Linked DNA regions of Sus scrofa: region 2 is linked to region 1. Evidence: chromatin contacts called from public HiChIP or PLAC-seq data. All regions are on one chromosome and are shown on one strand. Each heading gives the region's core, a stretch centred on a gene start, on an enhancer-like site or on the middle of the called end of the contact. The rest is flanking DNA. Distances are from core to core; before and after follow the strand shown.

Evidence for each region. HiChIP or PLAC-seq counts read pairs in DNA pulled down with a chosen protein or histone mark.
Region 2: an H3K27ac HiChIP or PLAC-seq map of alveolar macrophages shows a contact between it and region 1. The contact joins the promoter of FOLR1 here to the promoter of ANAPC15 in region 1. A contact is called at or near these places in 1 of 5 promoter capture datasets (liver), 10 of 47 Hi-C or Micro-C datasets (alveolar macrophages, blood, embryonic fibroblasts and 4 more) and 2 of 2 datasets of contacts at active chromatin or transcription factors (alveolar macrophages and skeletal muscle).

Annotation. Positions count from the first base shown.
Region 1 is chr9:6,687,559-6,691,689 of Sscrofa11.1, reverse strand. ANAPC15 (anaphase-promoting complex subunit 15) reads left to right here and starts at 1,777. Exons shown (of 5, transcript XM_013999278.2): 1 at 1,777-2,483; 2 at 3,464-3,547. The coding sequence starts at 2,391.
Region 2 is chr9:6,743,311-6,747,362 of Sscrofa11.1, reverse strand. FOLR1 (folate receptor 1) reads right to left here and starts at 1,286. Exons shown (of 5, transcript NM_213830.1): 1 at 1,233-1,286; 2 at 1-421. The coding sequence starts at 145.

The DNA.
Region 1 (4,131 bases), core at 528-3,027:
GCAGCTGTAGCTCTGATCTGACCCCTAGCCTGGAGACCTCCATATGCCACAGGTATGGCCCTTAAAAAAAAAAAAAAAAAAAAAAAGAAAGAAAGAAAGAACCTGATGAGTCGACTAGCATCCATGAGGACAAAGGGTTTGATCCCTGGCCTCGCACAGCGGGTTAAGGATCCGGCATTGCTGCAAGCTGCAGTGTAGGATCTGATGTGGCTGTGGCTGTGGTGTAGGCCAGCAGCCACAGCTCTGATTCAACCTGTACCCTGGGAACCTCCATATGCCTCAGGTGTGGCTCTAAAAAACAAACAAACAAACACCACCACCCTTCACAAGATCCTCGACATCGGGTAAAGGCCAAGGTCCTTATTTTGATCTGCAAACCTGTCTGGCTCCTGTCTCTGCCCCCTTCTTTTCCCACTCTCCCCGTAGAACGCTATGGTCTAGCCATTCTAGGCCTTTTGCACTTGCTGTTTTCTGAGGCTCTTCCCAGAGTATCAGAACAGTGCCCCTCTTTTTTTCTTCCAATCTTTTACTCAAAGTCACCTTCCCAGTAAGGTCTTCCTTGGCCCCCCCCAAAATAAAATAAAACATCTTTCCTGCCAATATTTTATTCCCACTTCCCTGATTCTTTTCCTCCTTAGTATTTACTGCCGTCTTAAAACTATATATTTTAATTTCCTGTCTTCTCTCTCTCTCATTGAAATGGAAGTACTGTGAGGAGTTTTTTGGTTTGTTTTGTTCACTATTGTGTACACTTTATTAGAGTAGCGGCAGGCATACAGTAAGGTATTCAGCAGGTATGGGTTGAATGAATGAAATGAATGAATGAAATTGTGGACACTTGCAACAGGCAAGTTTTACTCTTAATGAAAAAGCTGTAACAACCAGAGCTGCTCAGCAACAGTGACAGCTGACATGCACAGTACACTACCTCTTAACACGTGTTATCTCAAATCTTCACATTAGTCTGAAGGCTGGGCAGAGATGATGACGCTGGTTGAAGAGGAAACTGAGTCCTGATAAGGCGACAGAGCTTATGAAGGGTCACCCAGCAGGTTGGGGGAAGAGTGGAACTGTGGAACTGGAAAGACTCTGGGAGTTCCCGTCGTGGCGCAGCGGAAACGAATCCGACTAGGAACCATAAGGTTGCGGGTTTGATCCCTGACCTCGCTCAGTGGGTTAAGGATCTGGCGTTGCCATGAACTGTAGTGTAGGTCGCAGAAGCGGCTTGGATCTGGCGTTACTGTGGCTCTGGCGTAGGCCGGTGGCTACAGCTCCGATTAGACCCCTAGCCTGGGAAGCTCCATATGCCGTGGGTGTGGCCCTAAAAAGACAAAAGGCAAAAAAAAAAAAGAGACAGAGTCTTGGGGGTGATGGAATTTAACAAGGGTTAGATTTGAAGGACTTTGCTGCTTGAAGGCATCAGCAGGTCTGAAGGGCATGCTCACTGGGAAGCTGAGTCAGAAGTCTCTACAGAACAGAAGGTGGGAGTGATGTGCCAGGGCTGACCACTAAACATATTTGGCCCAGGCCTGGAGAGGGCAGCTGAATGTCTCAGTAGCAGAATGCTGACCCTAAGATTGAGTAATCACTCAGTCCCTTACAAAATCTCCAATGCAGAACTGGACAGGCAATCTTTTGTTTTTGCTTTTTAGGGCCACTGATGCAGAGCAAAGTTCCCAGGCTAGGGGTAAGATGGGAGCTACCAATGCCAGCCTACAGCACAGCCACAGCAATGCAGGATCCCAGCTCACCACAGCTCACAGTAACACCAGATCCTTCACCCACTGAGCGAGGGCAGGGATCCAACGCGAATCCTCATGGATACTAGCTGGGTTCACTTCCACTGAGCCATAATGGGAACTCCTTGGACAGGCAATCTTAAGGGAATGGTGAGTCCACTACAGGGCTGCAGACTACAGACTAACTGCAGAGGTCTTTGAGGGAAGAGACCATGTTCCTAGATTTATCTCCAGCTTCCAGGAGGGCCTGGAATATTGAATATAATAGGGACTCAAGTATTTCTGGTGAAGGCATACGTGTATGAATGTATGCGCCCAACAGGAAACTGAGGGCGAGAGCAGCTAGACAGGTGGGGGATAAAACCACTTAGCGACTCCGGGGTAGAAGCGGACTAAATTTCTTGGGACGCAGCCGGAAAATGTGCCATTCCTAACGCTGGAGGCCGCCAGCTGTTTTTCATGAAGTTTTGCATTGCAAATACCGCCTGAAGCCAGACGGGGCGGGGCCGAGACGAAGAAGCCGATTGGCTGAGGCTGAAGGCGGGGCCATGCAGCGGCTCGCCAAAGGTCGGCCCAACACGTGACTAACGTGTGAGCGTCACTTCCCGTCTGGTGGGCGGGAGAGAGAAAACAAAAGAAGACCAAAGACGCATGCGTGCGGTGTGTCCCGAGTTCTGGCGGGTTCTTCCGCTCTGGCAAAGAGAAGTGCTTCCGGGTTGCCGCCGGCTGCCGCCTCCCGGCGCGGTAAGTACAGAAGGAAGGCTGCGGCTGCTGTCTCCTTACCCCTTCTTTCCTCCCTCCTCCAGAGAAACTCTGTTCACCGCACCCACCTCCTCAGGAGCTCGCTGTTCACACTCCCGTTAACATTAAAGAGCTCCAGCTCATTGGCCGCTTTCTCGCGGTTAAGCCCCACCCCGTCACACCGATCCGCCACTCATTGGTGTCACTTCCTGTCACTCAACAGTTCTTCCAGGTCACGGGGTTTCTTCAATTTAGTGATTAACCCTATAGGTGCAAATACCTGGTCGAATCCCGCCCCTGTCTTCTCCCTGTTGGTCAACTCCGCGGTTATTATCATAACAAACAAAGAATGGCTGGTAGTTTGGCGGCGAGGGTTTGGGTTTAAGGAGCCGAGCTCTCTGGCCCTTTGGTACCTGAGGAACGGGAGCGTGGGTTCCGTGGGCCGTGTTAAAGGGGCCGGGCAGCCGAGGTCCACGGAGGGGCAGCGGCTGGCCCCGGATCAGTCAAATAACTTAGGGCAAAAGCAGAATTAGACGTAGGTCCTTTTCTCCTGGTCATGTCTAGTGTCCGGCCTGGATCTCCCCAAAAAGTTCTATGCCCCAAATCACTGGGACCTAAAGCTGGTTGTTGGCCTGTCACTGGGCCTAAGTTTTCCTGTGAGCTGAAAGGTTCTAATTCAGATTCTCTGGGACCTTCCTGGTCAGCCCTCCCAGCTGCTTAATCTGAGCTGAATTTACTTGTTCTCTCGCTCAGATGCTAGTTTATCCGTTTGATCTTCCACCTACTTATTTATCCATTACTCAGGCATTTAGAATGTCTTGCTGAGCTATACCACCATTCGGCTGTGGTTTAGGAGGTGGTTAGTGTCCTACATTTCTGACACTGGATGGGTATGGCGTGGAACATCAGAGAGGAGCAGAAAGTAGGTCTCTGTCTGGAGGAGGTAAAGATCAAGCAGAGCTCTGCCATCTTCGATTCTGTAGAATTTTGTGATGCCAGTCTGCATTCTGGATTCCTCCACATGTGGCTTCCATTCTCCTCCCTCCTTTGAACAGCCTATAAATACTGTAAGTACTTTCTAGTAAAGACTTAGTTATCAGAATAACTGTGAAGGTGGTATGATCATTATCGTCCCTGTCTTACAGAGGATGGTGTCTGAGGCTCAGAGAGGTTAAGTGACGTAGCCAAGGTCAAACAGCTAGTAGTGGAGCCAGCATTCAAACCGAGGTCTGTCTGATTCCCTCAAGGAGAGGCTTTTTTCTTGCTACCTTCCCAAAGGCACCCCATCCCCAAATCAAACTAACCAAATGACGGTCAAAAACCAAACACATCCGAGAGCTCAATTCACCTGACCCTGTCCCTCAGTCTAGGAGCCATGTCCACCTTGTTCCCCTCACTCTTCCCCCGTGTGACTGAGACACTCTGGTTTAATCTGGATCGACCCTGTGTGGAGGAGACGGAGCTGCAGCAACAAGAACAGCAGCATCAGGCCTGGGTGAGTGAGGATCTAGCCCAGCAGGGGAGCTTCACTGGCCATGACCCAGCCTTACTTTGGAGACCTGCCCTGTGCAGACTTTTTGCCCTGAGCTGGGAAGAATCCGGCTGAGAGCTGAGGGCCTAGGTTGTCCTCCTTGTGACACCCTAATTTGCC
Region 2 (4,052 bases), core at 37-2,536, 56 kb before region 1:
GGTCGTGCAGCTTGTCCTCCGGGCTTGGCTTTGGCTTGTGGTGCTTGGCATCCATGCAGACATTGAGCATGTCCGACTTGGCCCGGGCGCCCCCCACAGCAGCCACCAAACCCAGGAGCACGAAGAGCGTCAGCCGCCAGGCCATGTTGATCCACTTCTGCCAGAAAGCTGCCGTAAGCTTCTTGGCCAGATTTCCTGTTTCCCTTCCAAGCCCAGATCGTCGTCCCTCCCCGCGCCGCTTACCCCACAGCACAGTGGAGCCAAGCGATGAAGGGCCCGTGGAGGTCTGTGCCAAGTGGTAGGACACCACTGCCACCTGAGGACAGTGCAGTCTGAGCTTTGCTGCGGGGGGAGGCACCACCTCTCCGGACCTCCCCTTCCGGAGTTCGCCAGCCAGTGCTTCACCCACAGGCAGAGGCTCCTGCATAAGAGGAACCACAGAGGGAGTTCCCTTCGTGACTCAGTGGTTAACAAACCACACTAGTATCCATGAGGATGCGGGTGTGATCCCTGGCCTCGCTCCGTGGGTTAAGGATCTGGCGTTGCCCTGAGCTGTGGTGCAGGTCATAGATGCGGCTTGGATCTGGCGTTGCCGTGGCAGTGGTGTAGGCTGGTGGCTGTAGCTCCGATTCAACTCCTAGCTGTAGAAGTTCCATAGCAAAAAAAAAAGAGGAACCACCGGCTGACCTCTGCTGAGCTGCTGATGGGGTTGCAGACTGAGAGGAGGGGCGCTGGCCGGCCTCTGCTTCTGCTTCCTCAGCCCTCCCGCCAGCCCAAGGCAGCTTAGGTTTAGGTACCCAGAGACTGGCTGGTGAGGCAGACAGGGAAGCTGACGGGGCGGGGGTTGGGGGGGGGGGGCGATGTGAAGGCCATTCAGCCATTGGGTTCTTGCTTAAGGTCCTGGACCACATGCCAGGGGAGCCTGGAGGAGGGGGAGGGGTATGTGGAAAGCCCGTGAGAGCGCAGATCCCCAGGGGCAGCCCCCAGCCCCTGCATCTTCCCACCCCCACGGAGGGGTCTTGGGAAGTTCCCAGGGCAGAGCCAGGCCTAGACAAAGCGGAGGCCGGGGGGTCAGGGTCACATGGAGGAGAAACTGAGCCCGAGCTGTGGGGGTGGGGGCACCAGAGCCAGAGTCCGCAGAGAAAGCAGGATCCCCGGAGACCAGGGGAGCCCTACCTTGCTTCTCACCTCCTACCTCCCATCCGCACCTTTCCTCCCGGTCCTGCCCTTACCTCTGCCTCGGCCCTCCTGGAGGCCCACCTGGAGGCCCACTCGGAAGCAGTGTCTCCCTGACTCGTCACACCCTTTTCTAAGTCATCCTGACCCGGCCTCTGTCAGGGCAGGCCGCGTCTTTGTCTAGGAAACAGCTTGTCTTTCAGTTTCAGGCCAGTTAAAGAAATATAGTCCTACACCCCATGAGATTTAACCTGGTGAAAAAGAATGAGAAGGCCCTTGATAAATGAAAATGCAAAACTTTCCAAGTGTATTGTTAAGTGAGAGAAGGAAGGTGTGTGCATTTCTGGTCAATTACACCACAACAAAAGAGAGGCAGGAGGAGACGCTGTAGAAAAAACAGTCTCTCCGGTCAAGTCAAGTCACAGCGCAGCGGAAACCAGTCCGACTAGGAACCAAGAGGTTGCAGGTTGGATCCCTGGCCTCGCTCAGTGGGTTAAGGATCCGGCATTTGTCACGAGCTGTGGTGTAGGTCGCAGATGTGGCTTGGATCCTCCATTGTTGTGGCTGTGGTGTAGGCTGGCAGCAAGAGCTCCCATTGGACCCCTACCCTGGGAACCTCCATATGCTGCAGGTGCGGCCCTGAGAAGGAAAACAAACAAAAACAAACAAAAAAAAACACAGCCTCCTCAATAAGTAGTGCTGGGAAAATTGGACAGCTGCATGTAAAAGAATGAAATTGGAACATTGTCTAACACAATATATGAAAAGAAACTCAAGGAATTCCTGTTGTGGCTCAGGAGTAATGAACTCAACTAGTATGCATGAGGACGCAGGTTCAATCCCTGGCCTTGCTCAGTGAGTTAAGGATCTGGTGTTGGGAGTTGCTGTCGTGGCTCAGGGGTTAACGAATCCAACTAGGAACCATGAGGTTGCAGGTTTGAGCCCTGGCCTTGCTCAGTGGGTTAAGGATCCAGTGTTGCCGTGAGCTGTGGTGTGGGTCGCAGACGTGGCTCAGACCCCTCGTTGCTGTGGCTCTGGTGTAGGCCAGCGGATGCAGCTCCGATTCAACCCCTAGCCTGGGAACCTCCATGTGCCGCGGGAGCGGCCCTAGGAAAGGCAAAAAGACAAAAAAAAAAAGGATCTAGTGTTGCTGTGAACTGCAGTCTAGGCTGGCAGCTGCAGCTCAGATTCGACCCCTAGCCTGAAAACTTCCGTATGCCACAGGTACAGCCCTAAAGAAAGAAAAAAAAAAAAAACTCAAAATGGATGAAAGACCTAAATGTAAGACCAGAAACCATGAAACTCTTAAGAGGAAAACACAGGCTTAATACTCTGTGACGTAAGTCACAGCAATATTGTTTTGAATCTGTCACCTAAAGCGAAAGAAAAAAAAAATCAAGAATAAACAAATCGGAGCTAAACTTAAAAGCTTTTGCACAGGGAAGGTTTCATTTCAATAAAATAAAAGGACATCCTACTGAATGGGAGAAGATATTTGCAAATGATATGACTGATAAGAAATTAATATCCAAAATATAGAAAGAGCTCATACAGTTTCACATGAACAAAACAAACAACCAGCCTGAAAAATGAGCAAAAGACCTCAACAGACGTTTCTTTAAAGGAAACATGCAGACGGCCCTTGAAAAGATGCTCAGCCTCACTAATCCTCAGGGAATATAAATCAAAACCACAGTGAGGTATCACCTCACACCTATCAGAATGGCCATCAAAAAACACAAGTAGCAAATGTTGATGAAGATACAGAGAAAAAGGAACCCTCATTCCCTTTGGTGGCAATGTAAATTGTGTAGCCACTTTGGAAAACTGTATGGAGGTTTCTCAAAAAATTGAAAATAGAACTAGCATATGACCGAGTAATTCCTCTCCTGGGTATACATCTGAAAAAAACAAAAACACTAATTCAAAAAGATTCATGCGTGCCAATATTCGTGGCAGCATTGTTTATAATTACCAAGCTATGAAAGTAACCTTAGTGTCCATCGAGAACTAAATGGATAAAGAAGATGTGGGGTGTGTGTGTGAGTATATGTGTGTAATGGAATACTACTCAGCCATAAAAAATGACATTTTGTCATTTGCAACAACATGGATGGACTTGGAGGGTATTATGTTAAGTGAAGCAAGCTAGACAGACAAAGACAAATACTCTATGATATCACTTATATGCAGAATCTAAAAAATACAGCAAACTAGTGAATATAACAAAAAAGAGACAGATGAAGAGAACCAGGTAGTAGTTACCAGTGGGTAGTGAGAAAGGGGGGGCACCATAGGGGTAGGGGGTTAAGATGTACAAATTGTTCCATATAAAATAAGCTACAAGGATATATTGTATAGTACAGCGAATATAGCCAATATTTTATAATAACTAGCATAATATTATGTATCAACTATACTTCAATTTTTTTTAAAAAAAGTTCCAAAAGAGCAACAATAGAATTAATCTTTTGTGTAAAAAAAGGAAGAGGGAGAATACACGCATTTGCATAAGAAAATTCTGGAAAGAATTTTTGTTTATTTATTTTGGGCTGCACCCACAGCATGTGGAAGTCCTGAGCCAGGGATCAAACCCACGCCACAGCAGCAACCCAAACTGCTGCAGTGACAACACCAGATCCTTAACCTGCTGCACCACAAGGGAACTCAAACAATTTTTTGAATGGGGAGGGCATATAAGGATTGTAGAGGAGGAATTCCCGTCATGGCTCAGCAGAAACAAATCTGACTAGGAACCATGAGGTTGCGGGTTCAAGCCCTGGCCTTGCTCAGTGGGTTGAGGATCCGACATTGCCATGAGCTGCGGTGTAGGTCACAGATGTGGCTCGGATCTGGTGTGGCTGTGGCTCTGGCGT